3 separate regions of the Mus musculus genome follow, and all the other regions are linked to region 3. A link is a contact called in public Hi-C and HiChIP or PLAC-seq data. All regions are on one chromosome and are shown on one strand. Each heading gives the region's core, a stretch centred on a gene start, on an enhancer-like site or on the middle of the called end of the contact. The rest is flanking DNA. Distances are from core to core; before and after follow the strand shown.

Evidence for each region. A called contact is a pair of places that touch in the nucleus more often than the background predicts. HiChIP or PLAC-seq counts read pairs in DNA pulled down with a chosen protein or histone mark.
Region 1: a FOXA1 HiChIP or PLAC-seq map of pancreatic cancer cells shows a contact between it and region 3. The contact joins the enhancer-like site here to the promoter of Prag1 in region 3. A contact is called at or near these places in 5 of 39 promoter capture datasets (the 3T3-L1 cell line, hematopoietic stem and progenitor cells, liver and 1 more) and 1 of 115 datasets of contacts at active chromatin or transcription factors (pancreatic cancer cells).
Region 2: a Hi-C map of B cells shows a contact between it and region 3, with 8 read pairs. The contact joins the promoter of Dusp4 here to the promoter of Prag1 in region 3. A contact is called at or near these places in 2 of 484 Hi-C or Micro-C datasets (B cells and CD4 T cells).

What each region holds. Positions count from the first base shown.
Region 1 is chr8:34,221,983-34,226,634 of GRCm38.p6, forward strand. It overlaps Gm29243 (predicted gene 29243), which reads left to right. Exons shown (of 4, transcript NR_166073.1): 3 at 1,880-1,986; 4 at 4,049-4,168. Among named protein-coding and RNA genes, the nearest start is that of Gm29243, 7.5 kb to the left of the region's middle. Within about 2 kb of position 3,194, at least 50 of the 459 cell types and tissues checked have an H3K27ac peak or open chromatin away from gene starts, as enhancers often do. A contact at or near this core is called in pancreatic cancer cells, where this site is marked.
Region 2 is chr8:34,805,099-34,809,691 of GRCm38.p6, forward strand. It overlaps Dusp4 (dual specificity phosphatase 4), which reads left to right and starts at 2,512. Exons shown (of 4, transcript NM_176933.4): 1 at 2,512-3,075. The coding sequence starts at 2,631.
Region 3 is chr8:36,092,328-36,096,568 of GRCm38.p6, forward strand. It overlaps Prag1 (PEAK1 related kinase activating pseudokinase 1), which reads left to right and starts at 2,501. Exons shown (of 6, transcript NM_172911.3): 1 at 2,501-2,661.

The DNA of each region.
Region 1 (4,652 bases), core at 1,944-4,443, 1.9 Mb before region 3:
GAGTACTTTTCTGATAGAAACTATAGGGACATATCTGCCCCAAGGAAATAGAAAGGATACTGTCCATTCAACAAGACTCTGTTGAGTTTCTGTTACACGGCAATCACTGTGCTGGATTGTGGAGGTTGAGTAGTGAAAGAGAGCACCTACTCAGATGGGCTCGTGATCTACAATTGATGGGATGAGGGACGGGGGAAGGCAGCTGAGGAATATACAGCCAGATACACTGCTGGTGAAAATGTTTGGGAGTAAGTAGGGGATTGGACTGCGATTAGGTGACTATTTTAGGTAGGACATTAAATTAGAGTCTTTTTAAGAAGCTGACACAAACAGAGTTCTGAGCAGCAGAGGAAGCTAAGGGAGATGAGCTATGGCAGATGCTTTGGATGGGGAGAACTCTCTGCGGTCTGGGAACAGCAGAGGCACTGCAGTGCCAGGGAAATGTTAGTGGTTCTCCCTCTCCCCAAACAGACAGGAGCTGATCTGCTGAAACTCACAGCAGGGTCTTTATTCTATTCAAGCTAGCTCGGGTTCCTCCAACACACCCGCTGTCACACAGGACGGTTTTGGTAGTGGTAGAGCCCCAAATATCTATCGGGGCAAGGCTTTATAGTATGCAGCAAGCAGGGGTACGTGTACAGGCATCTAATTGAAGAGCTACCATGGCCTTTAACATAATTGGCTGGTGCTGGAAGTCATATAATAAACTTAGTTTCTGCTCTCCTCTGCATTGGTGGTCATTAGGCAGGGGGTGGGCTTGTAACCTGGGGAGGCAGGTTGCTGGGGAAATAACCTGGAGATGCTGGTATTGTTGAGGGTGTAACCTGGAGATACTGGTCTTGTTAGGAATTAATCTAGAGACTGGAGCTAGGCTCTGGTTTTGTTGGGGGTGAGGGCAACTTGGAAACTAATGTTAGGTACCAGCCTGTTAGTTTACCTGAGTTCAAACTTGGGTTAGGTTCTCTAAAATGGAGTCAGAACTCAAAAGATTTGGTCTCTCAGCAATGAAAAGGAAGATCTAATTAGGGAAAGATGAGGCAGAAGAGGCAACTGAGGGTCCTTTTAGTCCTGATGAAGTCTTTAGACCTCACTCTGAGATAAGGGAGAAGCCATAGGAGATTTCTCTGACCAGAGAGTTATTATATTTCAATGTTTAAAGGACCAGGCAGGCTGCAATGCAATGAGAGCAGTTCACTGAGGCAGCTGTGGGGAACAGGAGACCTGACCGACCCAAGGTCATTAGATCAGGATTGGGTGGTGAGGCGTGAGATTGCCCAGATTGGGATGTAGCTGCCCAGAATGGTCAGCAGAGGTAGGTAGGTTGGATGGATGAATGGGGAGGGGAAGGGGGGAATGCAAAGACAGAGAGACATAGATGAAGAGACAGACAGACAGACACACAGAGAGACAGAGACAGAAAGAAACAAAGTCAGAAAGACGGAGACAGAAGAGGAGAATCTAACTTAAGCCAAAGTTGATGTCACAATTGATTTCTCATCTGAGTACTGAGAATAATGGTGAAGTTGTCTGTAAAAGATGGAAATACCTGGGAGTGGACATAACTGGACCTTGGAAATGTGAAGTCTGAGATGTGTTTTCAATACTGGAATGAGTCAGAGTTTGATTTACAAACCGATAGCTGTGTAAGGAGACTTGGTATCCCATGGAGAGGTACTTCAAAATCGAACACATGCATTTCTGCATTTCTGAGTCTTGAAATTTGAAATCTTCGCCCTCCGTCTGACTTTTTGCATAAAGTCTCCATATTTACCACCAACCGAAGGCTGGTTTTCCCTATTAGAAGGCTAACTTTCTTCAACTGATTTTAGTGGGAAGCTCTCTACCACAGCATTCCTACCACAGCATTCCTCTACCGCAGGGAGATGCCATGGCTGACGGAGTCCTCATTGGGAAGCAGAGTCTTTGCTGGCTGCTTGGTTCACTTGGGTGGCTACTGCTGTTGCCTTATTTACAGAGTGGAGATGGGTAAGAAGCCTGGGGTAGCCACCTCCCCAAGTTCCCTGTGGTGACAAAGAAGATCATTCCTACCCCCCCCCTTTCCCCAGTGGCTATAGCAGTCTACGCAAGTTTCAGGCTGACTTCCATTGAGTGAGGTTTCAGTAAGGGAAGAGTCAACCCAGCGATCGTAAGTAACTAAATTCCTTCTGTAGATTAAGGGTCCAGCTGATGCTAAGACAATTTCCCAAGATTCTGAAGGTCGAGGGTCATAATACAATACACTCTAAAGGAAGAAGCAAATCTAATCCCGCTCACCCCATTATCTCTTGCTCTTGGCTCCAAGAAAGATTCTGTAGGTAGCAATAAGATTTTTACATTGGATGCTGCTCATGGTATCAACAAAACAATTTCTCTGTCTCAGAGAGTCGGAGCTCATAGCCTGTGTTTCCTCTCTTCCCCATTCCTTTTGCTTCCTTTTATTCTCCGTGAAGGTGTTAATGAACGGTTAATTGCTTAAGGGTGGGCTTGCTGACAAAGAAGAATAAGGACAGGAAAGCAGTGATAACAGTTTGAAAAACTGTGAATAGAGAACTGTAAAAGCAGGCTTCCGCAGAGCCTGGGGTGTGGGGGTGGGGGCTGGGTAGGCAGATTAATCTAGTTCCTTACCTCTGGCTCCCACCCAGCATCTTCCACTCCCATCTCCTTCCCTCAGTTTTGTCACAGCGTTTGAGGGTTTAATTGAAGACCTGCAGAGGAGAAAGTGCTACGGCCACTAACTGGCTGGTTATATTATGGGAAAGAGACTTGAGAGTAAACAGAGGGCCTTCTGCTCTGAGCACAGTGCTGAGAACCTGAAGTCAGGCAGAGGAGAGCCTGAGCCAAGGCTGTATATTAGTTTAATATTTGTAGACCCAATGTGATGCTCAAGATGGAGAGAGAGAGAGAGAGAGAGAGAGAGAGAGAGAGAGGTTCCATTCACCTTGGCCCTGAGATGAAGCCACACTAAGGGAGTCTAAGCAAGAGAAGCACGCAGAAGCGAACTTTTGTACCCTTGACTTTTGCAGAAGGCTCGCCCAGTTCATCTTCTATTTCCCCAGAATTCCCTTTCCTCATGCCTTTCTTCTCTGACTCACCGTCCTAGCTGTTCTTTACTGTGAAAGCACACACACAGTGTCCACCAGACAGTGGCTGGAACCTCTCATTGACAGGATGGCCCGACAGCGTGGGCTCTGTATGGAATCATGGTGTGCTGTGTGTGACTCACTCCTTGTTTTACCACCATCTGAGTCGGCCATCAGCCCATCCATTATCTGTGGCTTGTAAGCCTATTACATTAGCTCATCTCTTTTTGCCCAGTTGACATCCGGTCTTCTTCCTTTGTTGGAGTCCCCGGGACCGGCTGCATTACCTTCTCATGTGCTCATTGCCCCGTATGGTGTCATCCACAGATAACATTAACATGCCGTTTACACTTTCCTGGGTCACTAATCCAAATGTTAAATGAGTCAGAGGGTGACACTTGGCATTCACCATCTGTGGTGGGTTGACATTTGCCACTCCTGCAAACATTCACCCTCTTAAAGCAGGACCGGATCTGGTGCTTGTCAAAACCGGACCCATTCAAACCCTAATGATGTTGGTATGTGCAGCAACAGCACTCTTGTTAGCTATAACCTTTGTTCATAGTCACCCTCCTGCCCCGCCCCCACCCCACGCCTGTGGCCTGTGGAACCAAGAACTGGCTGGAGTCTGGGAGTAAGGACAAAGGTAGTGACGGGATGCCAGAGGATGCTGCCAGATGGCAGAGTTGGGGGGCTCAGCCGTCTGATCACTCAGAACCTATAAGCAAATGGCAGTGCCCTGCAGTATTGTCAAGACCGGATAGTGAAGGTGTGCTAGCACAAGCTAGCTCTGTTGAGTTACTTGAGATGCAAATTAGATTCATGAAGAAAACCTATTTGGCTTCCTTGACTACTGTGATGAACTAGACCCTTAAGCTTCTACACCATTTAGAACTGATGGAATACTGTTTTCCTGGCTGAACTACTAAATATTGATTTATAATTTTCTCTCTTTCTCTCACTCCTAGAGATGAAATCCAAGGTCTTTCAAGATATGCAAATGAAGCATCCTTTTTAAATTCAAATTGTGGCATAGCATTAAAAAACTTATTTTGATTAAAAATTATACTTGTGAATCTTCCCATTCACTTACTCTTTCTTTTGTTTGATTTTTATTTCTTTTAAAGACATTTTAAAATTTTAATTTATATATATGTGTGTGTGTGTGTGTGTGTGTGTGTGTGTGTGTGTGTGTGTGTGTGTGTTTACTCACATGTGCAAGGCCACAGAGGCTAGAAGAGGGTGCTGGATTTCCTGGAACTAGAGTTGCAGGTGGTGTGAGTCACCTGATGCAGATGCTGGGAATTGAACTTGGACCCTGTGTGAGAGTGTCTTAACTGTTGGATCATCTCCCCGTCCCCCATCCCTGCCACCCCCCCATCCCTGCCGCCCCCTTGACATTATTTCTTGATAGGAGATTTTGTTTTGTTTTCTAAAAACCTGTACTGACTCTCCGTGTGTGAGTGTATGTTTTACCCTGAACTGTGCTGGCTTGTAAAACAGAATCGCATAGATTTTATGTATCTCTGATTTCCAGTTTTGCTGTGTATCTTCTCTCCTCTCATCCTCTTT
Region 2 (4,593 bases), core at 1,262-3,761, 1.3 Mb before region 3:
ATTCCCCCCCACCCCCCGGATTTGACTGTTATTTACAGGCCATGTGAGCACTGGCCAGGGCCTGGCCGGCGGGGGGGTGGTGGCAAGGAGAGCACCCCTGACGCATGGGAGACAAAGGCTCGTGAGGCCAGCGCCGCCAGGGGACAACTCCACCCTCACCCCCCTCTGTGACTCCGGTGAAATCGGCCGAGACTTGCATCCGGAGAAGTTGAGGCCTGCTGGCCTCTGGATATGTAGACTTCGGGGAGAGGCCCCACGAGAGTGAATCTGACCCGGGCTGTCGAGGCACGGGGGATGTCTAGCACCCATAGAGGGCCAGCAAAGGGGAAGCACTAGATGTCCTCCCAGCTCCCGAACCAAGAGAAACCACTTTGCCCTCCTCACGGGTGCAGGGAGCCCATGCGGCTCTCCCAGCCAGAAAGCCGGGTGCCGGAGACTTTGCCCCAGGCAGCCGACGTCACTCCACTGTGGTGGCTCCTTCCGGAACCCGAATTAGAGTGATCGCGCACCCCGGGCACCAAAATATAAGGTGCGTTGGGGGCTGAGGGGTCGCTAATATGCCAGCAACAAATTAATACTCATGTAATAGTTTATTTTTTTAACTGAAGAAAAATCCATAAACAAAATAAAAACTGCAGTGCCATTTTGGAACCCGAGGCAATAAAAATAAATCTCCACAGATGATTGCTTCTCAACCCCCATAGCCCACTGGACCCTGAAAGGGGTGTCAGGGCCTTCAGAGTGCAGAGAGCCGGTAGAAGGCCTTGAAATGAGAGCTGGAGGTGATCTCGGGCGAGCAGCTACGCAGAGAACAAAGCAAAGGGTAACAGTGGAGGAGGCTGAACAGGGCGGGAAGGACCCCAAGGCTTCGGCGGCCCTCGCTGCCTTAATCAGGCTTAGTCGCAACTTGAAATGGAATATTCGACCTGGCCGCCGCTACCAAACCCCGTAATTCCCTTGTTCGGTGATTAATTCTTGCTAACAAGACTTGGCAAGATCTCGGCCAAATAATTTTTTTGGCTCTCTGTAAGGTCCCCACCACATGCGCGCATAACCTCCTCTCTTGCCAAAATCGAGCCCTTGGGAAATTAAATGCTCCCCCCCCGAAAGTAAAATGGGGGGTGGCAGATGCTACGTGACCTGGAAAGAGGGATGCGGAAACTCGAATCGTCTCCTAGCTTATTACATTTGCTTTTATAAAAGGTCATTCTTCCCATGGGCACTTTTCAGCATCTTTTCCTTCGTACCAAATGTAGACCTTAACCGTCATTTCCTTAGAGGACGTTGCGTGTGAGGAGGGAAGCGAGGACTCCCACCAAAGAGGAAAACCTCCGGGTATTCCCCCCCCCCCCCCCCATGGTTAAAAAAGCAGGTTTTAGGAAGCTTGGGCCCGAGTGCCTCCCATTCTCTTGCACGGGCACAGCATTCGGCCAATTAACGCCCCCCTCTGGGTTGTAAAGTAACAAACCCCTCCACCTCTCTTTTGTTATTGGGCTTCGGCGCGAGGGCCTTCCCTTTCATCTTTCTAAATCTGCGTTGGCCCAGGTTCCGCGGGAAGCTATAAACCAGATGTAATAGCTCGGGATGGAAATCGATCACGCTAATGTATAAACTAAGTCCGGGGAATCGCATGGAAAAAAACAAAGACAAAACACAACCGGCCGGGCACGAAGAACGAGATTAAGTCCGGCGAGGAGAGGTCCCCAAGCCCTACGGGGTGGCAGCCGCACAGTGTCAGGTTTCTCGGAGCTGCAGGAGCGAGACCTCGAAGACTGGGGAGGCCGGGGGGGTGGGGGGGAGCGCAGGGGTGAAGACCTCCACACGGAGAGCCCAGGCCTCAGTAAGGCCCCGCGTCGCCACCCGCAACGATCTCTACCAGGATCGCCGCGCTCCGGGGCTGAGGAAGGACAGGGCACCGCGCCGCGGCTCCATTCACAAAGTCCCCGAGCCGCCGGCTCGCGGGCGGGTCGGAGGCTGCCTCCTTTTCTTCCTCTAGGTCTCCGTTTTATGAATGGGCCTGGCAGCCAGCACCGAGCGCCCTGTTTACTCCTCTCTTTGTGACGTCGAGTCCCCGTGACTGGGTGCGAGGGGGCCGGCGCTCCATTCACGAGCCGGGGTGGGGGCGGGGCGGGAAGCTTGCGTTGGGGGCGGGGCCTGGCGAGGTAGTAATGACTCTTCCCTCCCCCGGGAGAGCCGGCGAGCATTAATAAATCTCTAAGCCAGAGGAGGAAACTCTGGCTGGGGCAGTGCGTGCAGCTCCGGCGGTGCAGCGGTGGGGGAAACGGCGGAGCCCACGGCAGAAGCAGCCCTAGCTAGCAAAACACACCAGAGGCGACAAACCGAGAGGAGCCCTCTCTCGTAAACACACTCCCCTGCTCGATCGCTTGCCCCGGGTGCCGCGCGCCCGCCAGCTTTGGCGCCAGAGAAGGCTGGGACTGCTATGTAACGTTGAGGCTGCGGGAGGTGGAAGCAGGGGTGTTAGAGGGAGAAGAGCCTGGGGCCAAGTTTGCGGGTCACTTCTGCAGGCGCCCTCTTAGCCCTCGCCTGGTTCCTTCTTGTTAGCCTAGCTGGCTCCGGTGCCCTTGGCCTTCTCCAGCTAGCTCCCCAGCTTACTGCGTTTTGCCGGCGACATGGTGACGATGGAGGAACTGCGGGAGATGGACTGCAGCGTGCTCAAAAGGCTGATGAACCGGGATGAGAACGGCGGCGGCGGCAGCGCGGGCGGCAACGGCAGCGGCAGCCACGGCGCCTTGGGGCTGCTGAGCGGCGGCAAGTGCCTGCTGCTGGACTGCAGGCCGTTTCTGGCTCACAGCGCGGGCTACATCCGAGGCTCGGTGAACGTGCGCTGCAATACCATCGTGCGGCGGAGGGCCAAGGGCTCCGTGAGCCTGGAGCAGATCCTGCCCGCCGAGGAAGAGGTGCGTGCCCGCCTGCGCTCTGGCCTCTACTCGGCTGTCATCGTCTACGACGAGCGCAGCCCGCGCGCCGAGAGTCTCCGGGAGGACAGCACGGTGTCGCTGGTCGTGCAGGCGTTGCGCCGGAACGCGGAGCGCACGGACATCTGCCTGCTTAAAGGTAAACGTGGGTGCCCGGGAGAGCGAGGTGGGAGGGTAGGTAGTGTAAGGGACTTGGCGGCCTGAGCCCTGCTGGGCATTGGGAGGAAAGTACCCGAGTGACTACGGGGTGCTGGAGTCCCCTTCCTCGCGTGTCTTTGTGCGTGTCAGTGTGAACGGTTTTGCTGTGGTTTGGAGCCTGAGTCCCGGGGAGGCCGTGCTGGCGCGTTTCCCCAATCACCTGCAATCCGCACGCGTCTTGGAGTTTCCGTGTTTGTTTACGCGAACGGTTCTGGCCTGGATGCTGGCAGCGGTTCCTCTGCGCAGCCCAGCTTCAAGTACTGAGAACGCGCTCTTAGGTCCCACGGGGACGAGAGAGGCCTGGTTCGGTATAACCCCGGGAACCCTAGAGGGGGGTGAAGGAAGGTGAATGCTAGGGTAGGAGCTGTCTCAGGAGTTCATACACATCGGTCAATGAGGAAAGGAGAATTGGGGTGCAGACCTGGGGAGCTATCTCTTTTTTTCCCCGCTGCCTAAACTCAGAGCTTTCTTGGATGGCGGCCAACCCCCACTTGCCCCGGTCTAAGGGAGGCTGAAGTGCTGTATTTGGGGGGGTGGGGGGACACCAGGCACAACCGCGCCTGCTCCTGCTAATCCCGGGAGCAGAGAGTTACCACCTTTTGTTCACACATCATTCTCGACTCTGCCAGCGGCGCGTGCCTGGTTCGAGCGAACCCTGGCGTAGGAAATTAGGTGGCCGGAGAGAGGGTGGCTTGTCACATTGAGAAGTCAGACACCCCAAAAGGATCGCGCAGTATCTCAGACGTTGGCAAAGGGGAGGGACCGCTCGCCGCACCTGCCAGCTCGCTCGGTGTGCCGGCCACCGGTTGGGGAGCACTGTAGGGTGCGGGGTGTGTGTGTGTGTGGGGGGGTCGGGCGCCCCCTGCTGCGCTGCTCCCCTACCTCCGGCCACCGCATTCCGTGCATTCTTTCGCGCGGGTCTGGTCTTTGCTTCCAAAGCCTGGAGGTTTGTCCGACCTCCGCCTTCCAAGAGCCGCCCATTTCCCTGCCGAGGCTCTTCGCCCCGTCTTCCAGACTTTTCCTCTTAGTGTCTTGTCTTCCTTAAGGAAGGGAGGCCGGGAGCGAAACCCTTTCTCGCGTCCCCTCCGAACGGCACCCGGTGCGGGCGAGCCAGGCTGGCCGTGCGGAACAGCGGGGGGCTTTGTTCTCCGCAGTTGTTTCCTGACCATTTGACCCGTCAGCTGCTGGGGAAACGCTGCTGTTGATCTGAGGCTGAACTGCCAGGGCGATTTTTTTCTTTTCTTTTCTTTTTTTTTCTTCCTTTTCTTTCTTTTCTTTTCTTTTCTTTTTTTTTTTTTTTTGCAAGGACCGCCTGTGGCTCCTGCAGCCGAGCCCCAGTCTCTCAGCCGGCTCCCTAAAACGCTTTAGGAGCGACGGCCAGGAACACAGGTTCCGGACCTCGCGACCGGCCAGCGGTCTGAACCGGGGCCCCACGCAGTATCCGCGGAGCCCTGCCTAG
Region 3 (4,241 bases), core at 1,251-3,750:
CTTGCTTCTGCCTCTTTGGTTCTTCAGTTATAAACTACATTACCTTACCCCCAAGCACCCCTGTCTCAATCTTGTCTCTCAATCTCCTAAAATTTAACAGCTCTCTTGTACAGAATGGCGCCCAAGCACTAAAACACCCAAGAGAATTGCTCTTACAAAAGGTCTGATCTGTATCAAAGAGCTCCATCCCTGAGTAGAAAACACCATGAAAAGCAAGTCGCCAGATGCAAAGTGCTGAGCACACACAAATTGCACTGCATTGCAGGGTGCGGGGTGCGGGGTGCGAGTCTAAGCCAAACGTCCACCACATGCACGAGCTTACCAGTTTCACAGGGAATTATAACACACCGAACAGCTGCAGGACAGGCACTGTGCAAGTGGGTGGTATTTTGTATACATCTTTGCCACTTTTGAAGATTTGTTTTTCATTAGGCAGGCTGAAGCCTTTTTTGCTGCCACATAGCTGGCATAAAAGGGGAAAGAAAAAGCCATGTTATGGATCAGCAGTGGCAGTATTGTGTATTTATCTCCTGTAAGCCCAGCAAACCATTTGGGAACCATTTATTGAGCAGAAATTCCAAATTAACCCTTCACTTGCTGTGCCATGCTATAGAACCACAGCGGTCTCTCTGTGTTGCAAACTTTGCTTCTTTATTGTGTTCTTTGGGTTCTTTGTGCATTAAGGATAAATTGGGTAAAGAGAGTAAAAAGTGTGGAAGTGTCTCTTATGTGCTTGGCATGGCCTTTATTTATCCTGGGAAGTGTCTATGCCCCCTGGAGAGGACTGAAAGATGTGGGGAGCTGAATGCTGAGAGCCATGAATGATCCAAAATCCCCATGAGAGGGCCCAGTGTCACTGAACTGAAAGCCCCTCTTGGGTCCGGATTGTGTTTGTCCAGTGCAAACCATTTTGTACCTGTCTGCTTGTTGGCACTTTCCCCTCTGGTGTCTTCATAAGTAGACTGGACCCCTCAGGAGAATGTAATGCTGCTGGCGCCGTTCCACCAGAGTTTTCCTTATGTACTTGTTGAAATGATTGACTGGTAGGGCAATGTGGTGGACTCTCGGTGGAATCAGGCAGCTCTTGGTTCCCATCTCAACACTACCACTTTTCACCTGAGGAGCCCTGGCAAAGGATAGGACCCTTCTGGACCTGTGTTATGCTGTGTCAAATGTGCTAACCCTGCCCTGTGACGTTGCCTGGCACGTAGTAGGTTCTTCATGAATGTTAGTACGACTCCTATTCACCTTCCTATCAGTCTTTCCGTACTTAAATGGGTAATGAGGGACATTGAATGATAAGTAAATTCTCCTTATGGTCCCTTTGCACTCCTTACATAGAAGCCACACATATCCAAAACATGTCTTCTTCCTCTTTCATATTCTATATAGCGCTGCCAGTGTTAACACCACATAAAGGCGAAGAGGGGGAGGGTCTGAGTGGTGCCTTCCTTCTCTCCGTGGAATCATCCTGATTAAGGATGTAACACCGCGCTGCCTCTGTAAAGCAAAGGGAAGCAACCAGATGTGTTGAGGGGGGGGTGCGGGGGAGGATTCCGTTTTCACTCAGGCTTGGCCCTGAGCAGTAACTTCAGTGCCTGGCTTCTTAGGGAACACCCAGGGCAAGGTGCAAGTCTGTCCTACTCAGGCAGCTGGAGGAAGGGAGGCGACTGGCTGGCCCTCTCCTGAGAGTTAAAAAAGATTTTTCGCCCGAGGAACAATATCTTGAACTCCTTGTATCTCAGCCAGTGACTCACGCACTGGAAGCGGTGTAAACACAGGTGGAGGACCTGGGTGCCCCAGCATGATTGAAGGCCGGTCCTCCAGGCCAACATTTGCATTCCACTGTTAAAACACTAAAGTTCAAAGAGATGTGCTGAGCCATTTGCTAGAGGCCTGGACATGAGGAGCTGAGCAGGACCTGAAATCTCTCAGCCAGCCCTGCTCCAGCCGGCTTGTGGTTCTCCTAGGATAACAGTACGTGGCAGTGAAGGCGCTCACGCCTCTTTCAGAGCCCACCGCCCTAGATCTTATTATTGTACTCCGGATCCCCTCTCTTCCATGTTTCGTTCTTTTGCTCCCTCCCTACCAGGGTCTCCTAGGGTCGGCTGGGTGGAGGGATGAGAATGCATTTACTCCGACAGACACACCTATCTGTGCATTGTGGTTAAGGAAAGCTGGGAGCACCAGAGATCTTCCAAGCAGAACTGCGCTGAGCTGGGATTGAGCTGGGGACGCTCTGGGGGGCTCAGCTCCAGGTCTAGGGGCGCCAAGGCTCGGGCTGGGGGCGGAGCCTCGCTGTGGCGAGCGAGGGGGCGGGGCGCGGTGCGGAGTTCCTAGGGACCTGGGCAGGGGCGATCGCCCGCCCTCCTGGACTGGGGACGAGCAGAGTGGCGGGACGCGCAGGCCCGGTGGAGACGCGGGGCAGCGGCAAGGACTGCGGGGGTGCGGCGGGAGCGGAGCGGGCGGCGTCACCCGAGGCGGAGGGGGCGGAGCCGCGATCGCAGCTGCCACCCGGCCGCCGGGCCCAGGCAGAAGTCAGCCGCCCGCGGCTGGGCAAGCACTCCGCGCAGACACGCTAAAGACAATGCTCCGAGGCGTCCGGCGGGGCAACGGACTGCTGGGTCACCGACGGCGAGGCTGCGAGACCGCAGACCCCAGGTGAGCCCACCACTCTCTCTCCAGATCCCGCCGCTTTTTGTCTGACGAACGTGGCGGCCCAGGGGCTTTCGCAGAGTCGCTGCGGTGGCCCGGCGGGCCAGCCCCTGCTGGCGTCCCCAGGGGTGACAGGCTACCGATCCGGAGCGCGTGGAGAGTCCGGACCTCGTGCTCAGGGTTGTGCCCTCGGTGCAGGTTCCGAGACGGGAAAGCTGGGGAGTCGGAGGGGTATTTTCAATTCTTTTGAGAAACGCTCGCTTTGAAACTGGGAAACTTTTCCTTGGAGTTCCGGGAAGGGTGATCGACTGCTGTAATGGTTTTACTGGTCTTGCTGGTCTGGCTGCTCTGTTTTGTGTGTTGGGAACTGCTCCTTTTGCAGTGAGTATTGTCAAAGGAGCAGAGGGGCAGAGGCCGTTCGGGCTGCTCCGGCCAGACCCGGAGGTGACGAATTGGGGGTCCAGGGAAGCCACCTTTAGGCTGCAGCTGATCTCTGAAGGAAGGTGCTATCTGTTTGATGAACCTTGGTGATCATTCCATACCTGGAGCTAGCTCCCAACCTTTGCTTGTGATGTCCCCTCTGCAGCCGGGCGCACACACCCACATGCACCCACATGCACACGCAAGCACGCTTACCCTTGGAAAATAGAATCTCTGCTTGTGTGTGAGTCCTGGGAATGCGAATGGAGGCGGCTGAGCAATTCTCAGCCCACAGCGCTCGCTCACTGTGTCTGTTCTCCCAGGTAAAGCTCAACCATGGTTTTGCAGAGCCTATTGTAGAGCCCAAAGGTCTAAGGCTGAGGAGTTTTGCAACGGATTCAGTTCAGACTCAGGTTGGAAAGGCTTAACTGATCACAGTTCTCAACTCTACCTTACAGCCCCTTCTGAGGAGATTTGACAGGAGGCCCCAGAGAAAGCAAGTTGGCTTTCCTAGGGTCCCTCAGAACTTTGCTCCCCTTATTGGATCAGACTGCAGGCTTCAAGTCCACACTCCTCCTACTATGATTGCTCAGAAAGTAGAAAATAAAAAGATATGTAGATACCATTATATACCCTCAGTGCTGGGGCTGGGGTGAGGTGGGGTGTTAGGGTAGTCATGTCCTGCTTTCTCCCTAGACCACGCTGGCTAATGGAATATAATGCATTAATCTATATACTTTCCATACATACTATACCTTTGGGGGGTTGCATTATTATTTTTTTTTTGTAAAATACAAGAAGCAATATTATTTAGATGGAAAATTGTGGAATTCTATCAAGTAAGGCATGAGCAAATTTGGGTGCAAATAAGAGGGGTTTTGACCTGAATACTTAGGATCTGGCCACCCTGATTCTTCGGATTCTTTTTGAGATGGGGGTGGGAGTGTATCTGACAGCTCAGCCTTGTAAATCGTAGCGCCCCGAAGTTTGCAGAGGCAAAGCTCTGTTATTGTGACTTGGATCACAAAGAAGGCTGCGGATCTTTTCCTGATCTTACACTTGCAGCCTCTCACTGAGAAATGGGATCATTTGCATAATTCTGCACCTACCCTCTGAGGTAGGCATGTGAGAAGGTGCCATTCCCAGGCTGTGCAGAGCTGGCACTA